2 separate regions of the Mus musculus genome follow, and region 1 is linked to region 2. The links are chromatin contacts, called in public Hi-C maps. All regions are on one chromosome and are shown on one strand. The core of a region is the stretch at or near the end of the contact, and the rest is flanking DNA. Distances in the headings are between cores, read along the strand shown. Region 1 holds the start of Ndufaf4 (NADH:ubiquinone oxidoreductase complex assembly factor 4). Region 2 overlaps Klhl32 (kelch-like 32).

Evidence for each region. Hi-C and Micro-C count contacts between places; a contact is called where the count stands out from the background.
Region 1: a contact with region 2 is called in a Hi-C map of uterus, with 5 times the contacts expected there. The contact joins the promoter of Ndufaf4 here to the enhancer-like site in region 2. A contact is called at or near these places in 4 of 39 promoter capture datasets (embryonic stem cells, hippocampal neurons and liver), 5 of 484 Hi-C or Micro-C datasets (embryonic stem cells, forebrain, reprogramming fibroblasts and 1 more) and 2 of 9 other capture datasets (adipose tissue and pancreatic islet).

The regions. Positions count from the first base shown.
Region 1 is chr4:24,895,350-24,902,117 of GRCm38.p6, forward strand. Ndufaf4 (NADH:ubiquinone oxidoreductase complex assembly factor 4) reads left to right here and starts at 2,734. Exons shown (of 3, transcript NM_026742.4): 1 at 2,734-2,953; 2 at 3,224-3,327; 3 at 6,345-6,768. The coding sequence starts at 2,818. The coding sequence ends at 6,626. It overlaps Gm46848 (a long non-coding RNA gene), which reads right to left and starts at 2,773. Exons shown (of 3, transcript XR_001784261.2): 1 at 1,341-2,773.
Region 2 is chr4:24,797,601-24,804,377 of GRCm38.p6, forward strand. Klhl32 (kelch-like 32) reads right to left here. Exons shown (of 11, transcript NM_001163020.2): 2 at 3,206-3,290. The coding sequence starts at 3,228. Among named protein-coding and RNA genes, the nearest start is that of Gm31379, 50 kb to the right of the region's middle. Within about 2 kb of position 1,576, at least 14 of the 459 cell types and tissues checked have an H3K27ac peak or open chromatin away from gene starts, as enhancers often do. A contact at or near this core is called in hippocampal neurons and uterus, where this site is marked.

The DNA of each region.
Region 1 (6,768 bases), core at 1,484-3,983, 99 kb after region 2:
AAACCTACAACCTCAGAAATAATGTGAATTGGGCTCTTACAAATCCATTGACTCCTGTACTGTAGTGCAGATTTTAGAGAGATTCTCCCTCAACATCAATATCCCACAAAGATATTTCTGAGACCCACGAACATCTGCAACTTGCTCACTATAACGCCTTTAGCGTATGTCTTGAACTTGAGTCACCTACTTCCTGAGTGTAAGTTCTAAAATGCCTTGTAGGACACTGAAGTGTGTTCTGTACAGGGAGGAGTGTGTAATGGTGAGTAGAGGCAGAGAGGAGAACTGAGGAGGGTAAGTATTGTGTGCCTGACACTTCTTCGGAAGACGTGAATAAATGTCTACTAACTGGAGCTAGGGAACCAATGAATGGATAAAGTATATAATTCCACCAGAGTCCAACTTGGGAAGCCAGTGAATTTTGGGGGGAGGGTTACTCACTGGAATACATTAGAGGAACGGGATGACTAGTAAGGAGCCATTTCACTAACCAGCCTGCTGCGATCTGGGTAACAGCTCACTGAGACAGCAATTCTGGAGCTCTTTGTCTGACGGGCAGGCAGCTCCTCACCTCTAATCCTCCTCTCCCTAGCACTATTCAGTGGCCTTCTTTAACATGTAGCCTTCAGCTTTCCCAGATTTGTAAGCTCTGTTGACTTCCTGAGTCTCATAAGCATCCCTCCTGCTTTAGGAGGGAAGGTTCAACCAGGAGGAAATTGCTACACAATGGTGAGGGAAGCTTGCAGGTTCTACCTGATGGTGACTATTACTGCTGCGAGTGCGAGGCAAAGGCAGATGGCATTCTAGACCCTTGTTATAATGCCTATTGATGTTCCAGCCTTCCCAGGTTCAACAACACCATCACATGGAAAGAGCATGCTAGTCAATGATTGAAACTGATCTTGGCATAAACACCCACTTTGTCCTGGCACCATTTGGGCATACAGCACGAAACAAAACAAAGGAAAATGTCTCTTCTCAAAAACTAGCATTTTACTGTTTTGGTGATATTTGGAGTTCATCACTATCATTCATTATCAGCTATCAACCTTACTTCAGTTTGGCTGAGAGAAAAGCAGACTTCTGACTTCCCTTGAGGGTCTGCCTTCAATCCTCAGGCAGAAGCCAGAAAGAAAATCTTAAGTTCAGACCTTCTGCTACATTGTATGTCTTGACAAGAAGAGCTGAAATTATGGATTTATGGTCCAGGATTTTGTTTCCATTCTGATTACCAAAGTAAGATAGCCAAAGGTGGGTTCTGCTGGAGCCTCTCTGCCTTGTTTTGGTCTTTAAGGGTCTGAGTAACCCCAGGCCAAGGCTAGATAAAACAATAGGCTCACCTGCCACTGTCTCTTCCAGTGTCAAATCCAAGCTTTCCTGCGTGTAGAAATTCACAGATCTTTAATTTTGTACTATCTGCTGTCCTGGACTCACTCGAAACTCTTGTGTAAGGTTACTTTCATGTAGCCCTAAGTTTGGTGGAATCACATGAAAATTTAAAATACTTTAGCAGGCAGTGAGTGGAATTGCTACTATAATTCTTAAAGCACAGAACAGACTTAATGAGGCCAAGGAACATTTCTTGATGTCCAGAGAAATTGGTTTTAAAAAAAAGGCACCCAGTTATGAACTTGTTTAAAAAGCTCTCAGATGGAAATCTTGGAGCAGACTGCCACCTTCAGGATAACTAACAAATTAACTCACTGAACACGGTTTTAGCTTCTACATAACCCATCTCCAGAGACAGGTTTCATAAGCAACAGTGAGAACTTTACCCCTCTAGTGTTTTCTCTATTATGAAACAGTTTAATTAGTAATAGTCCTTAAAAAAATGAAAACCCCTCCCCCTAATTTTTTTCTTTAAGTTGGTTAGACACAACTAATCTATTCACCTAACCAACCAGGCTAAAATCTTTAATAGATTTCACAACCACAGTCTGGGAAAAATATTAATTCGAAAACTTATTTTCTTGCTGGTGGGCTTTAAAAACTATGGGCCAATCACATTGAATACTTTCGGAAACGTAAAAGAAGGAAGAGACAAAGGGTGGGTGGAAGAGAAGGGGAAAGGAAGATAGAATGTGTACCGTAGATTTTTTTTTTCTTTTTCCAAATACAGCGTTAAGTTACACCAGGGTTTGCCAAGATTACAGAGACTCGAGAGGCAGTAGAGCTGAGAAATGGGGCTGAGAAGAGCACGGTGATTCAGCGCTAATGGAGGAGTATGTCAAGTTAGTACTACTTATGAGAGAAGGGGAAGGAAAGCCTAAAACTCATAGCACTAGGGACAAAGTGGCAGGAAAATGGTATGTCAAGATAGTGAAAGAGTTAAAACAAACAAACAAAACCAACACAAAATTGGCTCAGAAAGCTCCAGGCAAGGGACAGGAAAATAAGGGCTGTTAGAATGGAATTGCGGCTGAGAACAAATATTCTCAATTTCTCAAAAGCATGGGCAGGTAAATTCAGAACCTTGACCCTGCGCTCTGCCCTCTGAAGAGGTTGGAAGATCTCCGCTCCACACTGGCTACTCGGGATTTTGCAACCGTGGGATCACAGCAGCTCATCCTTAAAGACTCCGGAGTCGCCGGCCGGCGTCCCTGACAACGCCCAGATGTCTGCGCATGCGCCTGTGCGGAAGGGTGGGCGGGGCGGAGTCCAGGGTGCGTCCTCCCGGCCACCAGGGGGCGACGAGCGCGTCCTCGGCGTTTTACCGGTGCCTGGCCCCTGGTGTGCGCATGCTCCGTGCGTACAGAGGTCACCGGTGCCGGTGGCTTCTACACGTGCGTAGTGAACTAAGGGCATCATGATTTAGAGATGGGGGCTCGCGTGACCCGCGCCTTAAGGAACTTCAACGTGGAGAAGCGAGCGGAGCGAGAGATCAGCAAGAGGAAGCCCTCCATGGCACCCAAGCACCCTTCTACCCGCGACCTCCTGCAGGAGCACCGGAGTCGTGAGTGCAGTCCCTCCCAGGCCTCCGGTGACATTGAGGTCGTCCCCGCGCGGGCCCCGGGTGGTGGCGGCTGGAAGGAATCCCGGAGCCCAAGGCAGCCCGCGCTCTCTCCCGGCGTCTGCGCAGGCTGCACGCAGACTCTCGTCCAAGTGTTTGCCCCAAGATGTCCAGATGATTTTTTTTTTTAATATTGTACATGTTTACGAGTTTAGAGATTTTTTTCCTTAAAAAAAAAAAAAAAAGATACTATGGCTTATTTTCTTTCCTTAGAGTATCCAGAAATCGAAGAAGTTGTTTCTAAAAAAGATAACAAGCTGCTGTCATTGCTAAGAGATGTATATGTCGATTCCAAAGATCCGGTGCCTGCCTTGCCGGTAATGTATACGTTAATTAAGTTGGCAGTTTATTTTGGAGGTCTGAGAAAGTGATCAAGAAAAAGAGGGCAACGAGTGAAAGTGCAAAGTGTGTGTGTGTGTGTGTGTGTGTGTGTGTGTGTGTGTGTAGAGGGGAGCAGTCAGTGTAGAGCACAGACAGCTAGACACAGGCAGGCCTGGACCCCCTTCGATACTTAGGGTATACTTAGGGTATACTTAGGGTATACTTAGGGTATACCGAAAGACCTGTGAAGGGATTGATTGGATGGACCTGTGTGAATTGTTTATTGCAGAAGTTGTAGGGTTGGGTTACGGCATTTTTTAGTGGTTTTCTGAGTGACCAGTATGACTTTGAGAGCTATTTCATATTCTGTAAATTAAGATGCTCTTAATGACAACCTCAGTGTTTGGGGGTTTGGAGTGGGGGCACGTTCATAGTTTTGAGGATGTGTCCCAACAGGATATGTAATATTATATGTAAGTTAATATAGCATGCTGGAATGATGGGTATGTCTCCTGTGTCAGGTGTAAGTGTTGTGTGTAGTGATTAAAACAGTAATTACTCTCTGAGGCCCATGGTACGTTGCGGACCACAGACCATTCCGTGGATGAGCAGCTGTACAACTATAATGTAATTACGGGCTGGGGAAGATGAAAGGCTGCTTCTGAGGAAGTGACATTTAACCCTGGGCCTGGAGTGCAAATTGAAGTTGCAGCCTGGAAGGCAAAGAATTAGATTAAATGAAGAGGAAGTACCAGCCACAGCCCTCAAAGTTTTTTTTGTTTTTTGTTTTCATTACAAAACTTTTTTGTATTATCTAATACTGAGCAAAAGACTGCAATTACAGCTACTTCTATAATATTCATAATTTAATAGTGACAGTAGGATTTAGTTAGTACCAGATTTTCACACAATAAAGATACATTGATTGTTGGCCATAGTGTATTATTTTTAAGCTCAGCAATACTTGGAAGGAGGGTTTCCCATTTATGCTAAGTATGAGGTGCATGTGAGTGTGTGTGTGTGTGTGTGTGTGTGTGTGTGTGTGATTTTTGTGTAAAGATACTTATTTGATATTATACTTGGTATTTAGTCTGTTGAAGTGACCAGTTTAACCTCTTCAAATAGGTGCCAGTCACCTAACTATAATTTATTTACTAATTTTCTGACTTCTGTTTATAGACTTATTGGTTGTTTGGTTTTTGTTTCATCTTTTTCTTTTTCTTTTTCTTTTTCTTTTTCTTTTTCTTTTTCTTTTTTTTTTTTTTCCAAGATAGGGTTTCTCTGTGTAGCTCTGGCTGTCCTGGAACTCACTCTGTAGACCAGGTGTTTTTTGTTTCTTACCACTAGACCCATACTATCTCAATAAAGTGGTATGACACATCCTGGTGACTGTTATAACCTAAAAAAGCTTCATATCTTCTCAAATCACTTCCTTCTAAATGAACTTGGGAATCAGATTTTTAGTGTCTTTAGTAAGCCTTGTTTAGATTTGATGATAATTAGATTGTATTCACAGTTTAACTAAAGAGAGGTAAAGATCTTCTAATTTTTTTAGAAGGTCTTTGAGGAAGGAAGAAAGATGTTATTATTAAGTAGAAATTTTCTTCCCCTCATTTTAATGCACAGGAAAATAATTGATTTTTATTTTCTAGCTATTGACATAACTAGTTAACATATCTGCTAGGAAGTAGTTTTTCAGTTTTTTTGTTTTCTTAATATTTTATATTTATGTGGAATTTGTAAATTTTTTCTGCCTTTCCACTAAATGAAAAGAGGATGTTAAATTTTATTCATCTTGATGTCAAGTGGAAAAGCCAGATCTGTATGTATGGAGGGAAAGGCAGATGTACCTGGGTTTGGAAGATGAGAGACACTTTGAGATTTAGGAAGTGGAAGAGGAAAAGAGTGAGTGCCTGAGACTCAAGTGGGAACAAGAAGGTGGAGTGAGTGAGTGTGGGAGACTGCTTAGGTACGGTATGCAACAAGGGGAGACTGAAGGGGACTTGGGGTAATGGCTGCATCATGAAGAACATGCCAAGAAACTTTAGATTTATCAGAAGGGCTTTGGGGAGTCATTGAAAAAAAGGCGGGGGGCGGGGAGAGAAATACCTTGATATTGGCCTAGAAGTAGTATAGGCAGGAATAGCTGGAAATGAAGAGAAAGGGAATCCTTGGCACGGCTTAGGTAGTAAGCACAGAGACTGAGGTTAAGCTCAGGTGGGTACTCACGAGATCCACCTGCCTGTGGATGCTTATGCACAGACCGAGTCTCAAAATCTGTACGTAAGTGAATGTGTGTGCACCCTTGCACGTGCGTGCATGTGTGCATGCATGGGCTACCTTTTGCTGTGATAACACTGACCAGAAGCGTCTTACACATCTAGGTAATAGTTTATCAGTGAGGGAAGGCTGGAAGACAGTTCTCAAGTAAGCTGTTAACAGCGCCGTTAGAGTGCTGCTCATTCGAAACAGGTGTAATGCGTATCTAATCAGTTCTCATTCTTCTCATATACAAGTTGAGGTTTCTTTAACTTAGCTTCTTAGGACCTGATCTCATTTTGGAATATATGTATGTATATTATGAAGCATCTTTGTGGGAGGATCCAAATTTAATTATGAAGTTTGCTTTTATTTCATATACAACTCAAGCTTGAAGGCAGGTTGATGAGTCATTCTTAGTGTACCTACATTTTGACTGCTGATCATCACAGGAAGTTAGATGTGGCACTTTCTACTTGGGACATGATGGTGGAGTTCAGAAGTTTTGGATTTTAGAGCACTTTGGGTCTCACATTTTTGGGTCAGTAATGCTCAGTGGCTATAATTTCATGGTGTGCATGCAGTTGCAATTTTATAGAGGCTTTCTAGCGAGCTATAGTTAGGAAAAGAGTGGTACAGTGCAAAATCAAAGTTTGAGGAGGTATATATGTGTTTATTTGAAAAGAAATGGTTTAGACTTAAGAGTTGTGGAAGATGTAAATATTTTATCCTAAACCCTTTTCTTTGGTACTAGGTAAAAGTTGAACCACGACAAGAACCAAAGGAATTCAGACTGCCGATAGGAAATCACTTTGATAAGAATATCACGGACATTCCCAAAGGCAAGATTACTGTTGTAGAGGCATTGACCCTTCTCAATAACCATAAACTCTCTCCAGAAACATGGACTGCTGAGAAAATCGCTCAAGAGTACTATTTAGAACTGAAGGATGTAAATTCCCTTCTCAAATATTTTGTTACTTTTGAAGTCAAAATCTTACCTCCAGAAGACAGGAAAGCAATACAATCAAAATGAAGAAAATCACGAAACAACTTCCCCTGTATGTGTTCCCAAGCTCCGCGCCCTTGTTTTGCGTGTATTAAATTATACAAGTTCCTGTGAGTTGAGGGCCATAACGTTTGAAAGCTCTTTGACCTCCTCAGGATTGTTCATATAA
Region 2 (6,777 bases), core at 326-2,825:
GGGGCAGCTTGGGACCACGGCAGTAGCTGAGGCCTCTCTGAGCCCTGCCCTGAAACATCAGGACAATGCTTCAGAGAGGTGAACAGATTTGAAAGCTACTCATGGGGAAAAGTTAGGAGTCTCGGTGACAGGTTAGATATAGATATGGATGGGAAGGGGGGCGTCTCATGGAGATGCTCCTATTTCAGGTTTATAAAACTTGATGTCCCAACAGTAGGGCAACTGGAAAAGAAGAAAATAATAAACTCATTTTGGGATATGTTAAATTTGAGTTGTCTTAAAGACTTTTCTTTCTAGGGGCAGATGTCAAAAGCACAGCTTGATTCATGGGTCTGAAGCTCAAAACTCAGCCTCGGCTAAGGAGAGAAACAGAACTCAGGTTTCTCAGAGAGAAACCGACAGAGCCCAGCTGTCCCAAGAGCACAGTAAAAGCTGCTTGCATGGAAAAGGCCCCGAAAGCACAGAAGCAAGTCATGGCTTGCTTTGCTTCTTAAGGGGCAGGAAATAGGAACCCCAGAAACAGCTGTAAGACTCTGGGCATCTGGGGGCTTGTTTGATGTAAAGACTTTTATGAACTGATCTGCACTGGACAGCATAGATTATTCAGTTCATCTGAATGAAAATTCTCACAGGCAAATGCCACAAAAACAACTGAAATGGAAAAAAATTAAAGGTTGGGCAAAAGTTTCAGAATTTAAGCCTGTTAAGAAGAGAACACAGCAATAAAATGACTCCTAACAACCATTCTGCTAACTCACAGACCAGCCAGCTATCATCAAAGGAGCCTCCTCCTGCTGCAGCAGACGGAAACTAATACAGAGATTCACAGCCAGACAATGTGCGTAAAGCCAGGCACCACTTGGTCCTAAATGATTTGCCTCCATCAAACCCCTCCTCTCAGATCTCAGGAAAGCCCACCGAAGAGGAGATGGAAAGATTGTAAGAGCCAGAGAGCATGCAGGGATATCAAGGAAGTAAGGCTTTCTAGACACCCAATCCAGCAGAACCAAGGAACATCTGAACTCACAGAGATCACGGCAGCATGCATAGAGTCTGCACTTATCTGTGCTAGGTGAGGGCCCAGTGGTAAGACGAGAAGTGGACAAAAGTGCTCACCCCTGATCCAGAAACTACCTCAAGTTGATAATTGCCATTAATGACAACTTAGTTTTCCCCAACAGAATGTCACTGGGGATACAAACCACTCCTAAGGCCAGGTCCCATGGCTAGCAGCAATAGCTGGTCAACATAAAAAGAACTCAATAGCATCTATGGAGATACAGTCACGAAGGCAAATAACAGCCCTAGTGAAAAAGGTAAACCTGCAAGCTGGGAAATGAATCCACAGCAGGAGGAATCTCAGACATGAAGTGACTAGTGGGGATAACAAGATCCATGCTATGGCTGCGGTCTAATGTGGCTGGCTGGAAGAAAACGTTCTCTGGAGAAAAGCAGGCTGAGGATCCCAGGGCCTGGAATCTGGGCAGCTCTTCCATAAAAGGTCTGTGCTGAGGAGGAAGACACAACAGCATTCATGGTCTTGTTGCAACAGTTCCAAAAGGCATAATGGAAGCCCGAGAGGAGGGGGGCCAGGGCTGTGGGCGGGAGCAGGGAAGGAGATGACTCCACAGTGGAAGACAGGGCAGAAGGATGGGAGCTGATTACCATAAATTGCAGGCTTAGGGTAAGAAATCACTTGGAGAACACACAGATTCTGGTACCAAGGAACAAACTGTCTGACGTCGTACCATATAAATACCATAGTCCACGTGTATCATTTTGGCAGGGTACCAGATCTAGCATAGGGCTTCTCGGCCTTGGAATTAACTGCATTCTGAGACAGGTTAAACCACCTTAAGAAACCTTGCTCTGAGGACCAGTCTTAAACACTGTAAGATGTTTAGCACAATATGTAGCTAAAATCAACCGATCCCTGATGATAAGAAATACTGCTGGCCCTTGAACACCATTCCCTAATTCTCCACTGAGAATTGCTGACTGCAACAAACTCACAAGAGGCATAAAGCAGTGCTAGACCTGCTCTGGCAATGCCACCGACTCTGAACTGATTTTGGAACTAGCCATCTCTAATAGCTGCAGACAGCTCTATTTAATAGAAATATCTAATTCCTCACACTCTACAGCTATTCCTCAGTTCTATTACCTCTCTTCTTATTTCTTCTAGAGACCTTTGGACTGCTTCCTCAGAAACTGATGGGGACCGGCCTCCAGGCAGAATGGCCGCCACTTACTTTCCCTCTGGCTGCCTCTCAGACTTTAGACTGTGGAGCTCCCTCCCGCCTCGGTGCACCGCCCAGCTCAGCTCATCCTTGGGACCTCAGGCCTGCTTCTTTCCTGGGTTTGCACTGCACTTTACCATCAGAACGGTTTTCATCACGGCATTTGCATTGCTGGTGGTGTAGCTGTTTCTATGATAGAATACCCAGTTTATGAAGGAATAAATCAAATTTTGTATCAGTCATAGCTGGTACTTTACATCAAGTTGAATGTTTGCCTCAGCAAATACTTATCAAATAAATATATATTCAAAAAAGGTAGCAGGAACTTCTGAATCCTCCCCAAAGGGATTGCATTAAAGGGGTCAATATTCAGAGGCAGCATAGTTTTCTACAAATTTTTATCATGTACCTTTATAGTGATTTGCCTTTTTCTCAAAGGGTTACCATCCAAAATAAGAAAGAAAAAAAACAAAAAACAAAAAACAAAAACAAAAAGCAGTATCAGCCAAAGACTCATGAGGCTTTTCTAAGTTTGATCAAGAGGTCTTAGTGGTTCATCCTTTTTCCAAATACCAAAATCACAAAAATCATGACTGTTATGTTTATTCAGTCAAATCGTGCTCAGTTCGAGCCTTGTGCTCAGTGCTCTGTGCTCAGTTCTCTATGCTCAGTGCTCTGTATTTAGTGTTCTCTGCTCTGTGCTCAGTGCTCTATGCTCCGTGCTCTGCTCAGTACTCTGTATTTAGTGTTCTGTGCTCTGTGCTCAGTGCTTTGTGCTCAGTGCTCTATGCTCAGTCTCTGTGCTCAGTTCTCGGTGCTCAGTGCTCACTGCTCTGTGCTCAGTGCTCTATGCTGTGCTCAATGCTCTGTGCTCAGTGCTCACTGTTCACTGCTTTGTGCTCAGTACTGCGTTGTTCCTGGGTTCAGCTCGCCATACTGAAAAGGGCTTCTCATTCAGTGTGTACCTGAGGCAGTGTTCAGACGGCATCCTCAAGCTGGGTCGTCAGAGTCAGGCTTAGAAGGTTTCAGAAGAATCCGCAAGCATTCCAGCTGCATTAAAGAGTATAAGAAAGGAAGGAAAAGTGAGAAAAATGCAAAGAGTATTCTAGAAGCTCATGACACCAGTAGCACAGAACACCATGGAGGAGCCAGTAGGAATTGAACACTGACATTTAACAGCCCCTTCCCACTTTCCTAGACATGCTCTTGATATTTTTAAACTTTCAGATTTTTGACCTTTTTAGAGAGTTGAGTATAGAAAGTATTTGAGATTTGATAATAGCTGACTAAAGATAGAAAGAAAAAACATCCAATAGTCACGGGGAACAATTAAGATCTTACGAACTACACCTGCAGTGATCGGAACCACAGACACTATCCATGGAAATTTCCGTTTCCTTCCAAGTGTGATTAGTGGAATCAGTTTAAACCAAGTACCTACTGGGTATGTACACACAGAAGGATGATGCTTCTCTAATCAAGCACTCATTGACGAAGCCACACACAGAGAGGAGGAAAATGGGGAGGAAATGACAACTGGATCCTCACAGCAGCTCCAGGGTTAGCATAAGAGAGCAGGTGTGCTCGGCAGAATTGAAGTTCCTGGCCTGTGTGCACTTCCCATCCGTCCCTGCTACCCACCCTTTGCCTTGGCTTTTAATGAGTGAAGCAACTCTAAACAGAAAAATAAATTATTTGAACAATCTGGGACCTGGTCCATGACTGCATTTACAACTCTCCTTAGAGAGTCTAGCTCACATTTTGTAATACACCCAATTGCCAAAATTAATTATAATTTGGATAAGCTGAGTAGGCTTCCTTCTGTCTCAATTTTATTTTGAAAGGGAGCAATAATAGGGTAAAAATGCTTATTTACAAAAGGGATATATTACACTGTGCTTCTGGTTTGCATAATAAAATATCTGTAATCTGATAAAATGTAGCATTTATTATATTATAAAGAAACCTGCAATTGGTATGATTTTGAAATACTTAATGAAATTACCATCTGGTTAGGTATTCGATTATTACTGCATATTGGGTTGTTTCAAACATTCAGCCCATACAACTTCACCTAGTAGTCCTTTTCTTTTTAATTATTACAAGTAGGATATTCTTTCACTTATTTCTAGTGTAAGTTCTGACAAAAACTAAAATGAGCATCATTCTCACCTGCTCCATCATGGGTGAGCTGCACAGACGGTTAGAATAATTCAAGCCACATTGCTTAATTAGCTGAGAGACTTGCTTAGCAACCCATTATTGCTACAGTTCCTCTCACAGTGTGCTTTGTAGGCTCTATGGTATGATATCAAACACAAACAGAGACAAACACTTGAGCTTTGAAATGGGAAAGGGTATTTATTACAGGTGGGTTAAAAAAAATCTTACTCTTTTTGAAAATCTTAGGTTACTAATCCAGCAAATTGAGAAAAGAATCTTAAAGGTTAGAACAGTTCACCATTAAGGTATTATATCTAATCTGATACATTTCAAACAGTATGTGATAGAAAAATCATAAAGTGAGCTCAGTTCCCTGCTAGCAGTGCTCATGGCAGGTCAGCAAGGTAAATTAGTGTTTCTCCAAACTTATCTAAGGATGGCCTTCTCATCCTGCATAGTTTAATTTGATGAATTAAAATAGCATTTAAAGGTGAGTCAAGATGAATTAAGAATGTGCCACCATAGAAAAGTTTTCTTACTATTTACTATTATTTTTCTACATTTTGATATCCTGTGGAGGATATCAGAATTTTCCACTACAAAATATACCTCTTCTGCACACAGAGCTAACAATTGTTAAGAAGCAGCAGATGCAGAATATAGTTTAAGAATGACCTGTCTTATCTCTTTTCAAATGAAATTTCCAACCAGAGACTAATTTGTCACAGCTCCTTGGTAAGCAGATGTTAAATTTCTTTAATCCCTACAAAAATGAGTTGTGCAGTGATCATCTGTTGATGCAGTGTTTTTCTTTTACATCTTGCTAATGTACCTAACATGTCAAATACTAATCCTTTTTGTTATCATCTTAATCCATAATAGTTTGAAAGGAGAAAAAAATCTGAGAGGAAGATCTTGAGGGTTCTTTTGACCACTGCCAAATTACTTGTGATAATGTCAAAACTAAGAAAACAGTTCTGCTGTTTTATTTTTTAAGGAATAGTGTGTATTTAATAAGACACATTTTTAAATCTATTTTTGATCTGAGGTTACTCCATGGATGCTGGACCCATGGATACAGAGGACTAACTAAAACGATGCAAATTGAGCATAATGAAATCAGGTTTCAGAGGACTGTATAGAGTCCACATTTTCAACCATACCTAGCACCAAAAATGGTGCATATTCCAGGACACAGTTATCTTAAGGTGCTGAAGAGCCTCAAGGCAGAAGAGTCAAGGTTAAGTTAAGGTTAGCTGGTTTTTATGTCAACTTGGCACAGGCTAAAGTCATTTGAGAAAAATTAGGTCTGTGGTGACACCAGAAATCACGTGGAAGCCCATAATCCATGCTCCCACTGTCCATATAGAGCAAATGAGCTACTTTCACAGTGATATCAATGACTGCAGATGCACAGTTGAGAAAGAGGGATATGTCAACCCCTATCACCACTCAATCTCAGCCCACTCCCCCAAGTAGTAAGAGCCTAGACAGGAAGCCATCAGAGAGAACTCTTTAAAACTGTGATAGGATGCTAGGGTGTCACCCTCCACGATAGATGGCTTCCAGCAAGGATGCAGGAGAAGAAGGACTCAGCTCCATTTAGGGGGTGAGCTAATGAGAGTTTGACCACACCCCAGTGCGTATATAAATAACACTGTCATATTGCCATCACTCTACTCTGTGATTAAAACCATATTGTTGTTCCACCCATAGGGCTGCAGACCCCTTCAGCTCCTTGTACTTTCTCAAGCTCCCCCATTGGGGGCCCTGTGTTCCATCCTATAGATAACTGTGAGCATCCACTTCTGTATTTGCCAGGCACTGGCAAAGCCTAGATGGCCTAGTCAGCCATCATTGGGAAGAGAGGCCCCTTGGTCTAGCAAACTTTATATGCCCCAGTACAGGGGAACACCAGGACCAAGAAGTGGGAGTGGGTGGGTAGGGGAGCAGGGCGAGGGGAGGGTATAGGGGACTTTTGGGATAGCATTTGAAATGTAAATGAAGAAGATATCTAATAAAAAATTTTTTAAAAAGCAACATTGGAAAAAAAACAAAAACCAGTCTGACCTCTAGCCATTGCTGTCAAGCTCCCCAGTTTGCTTCAAGTTACTGTGGCTCGGAGGCTATGACCACATTGCCTTCAGGTCTATAACAAACCATGCTCTACTCAGATAAAGCTGGGTCATGGATGGCTGAGAAACTTCTGACACAGATGTCTCTTGAGATAGCTCCCTCTCCACTATTGACCCATTAGAACATCTGGCTCTCATTTTTGCTTTCCTAATCAGCACTCATTTTTCTGTGAGAAGCTAAAACATCCCAATGTCCACAGAAATTCCCTCCAGGAAGGTTCTTAGGTTTCTACACATGC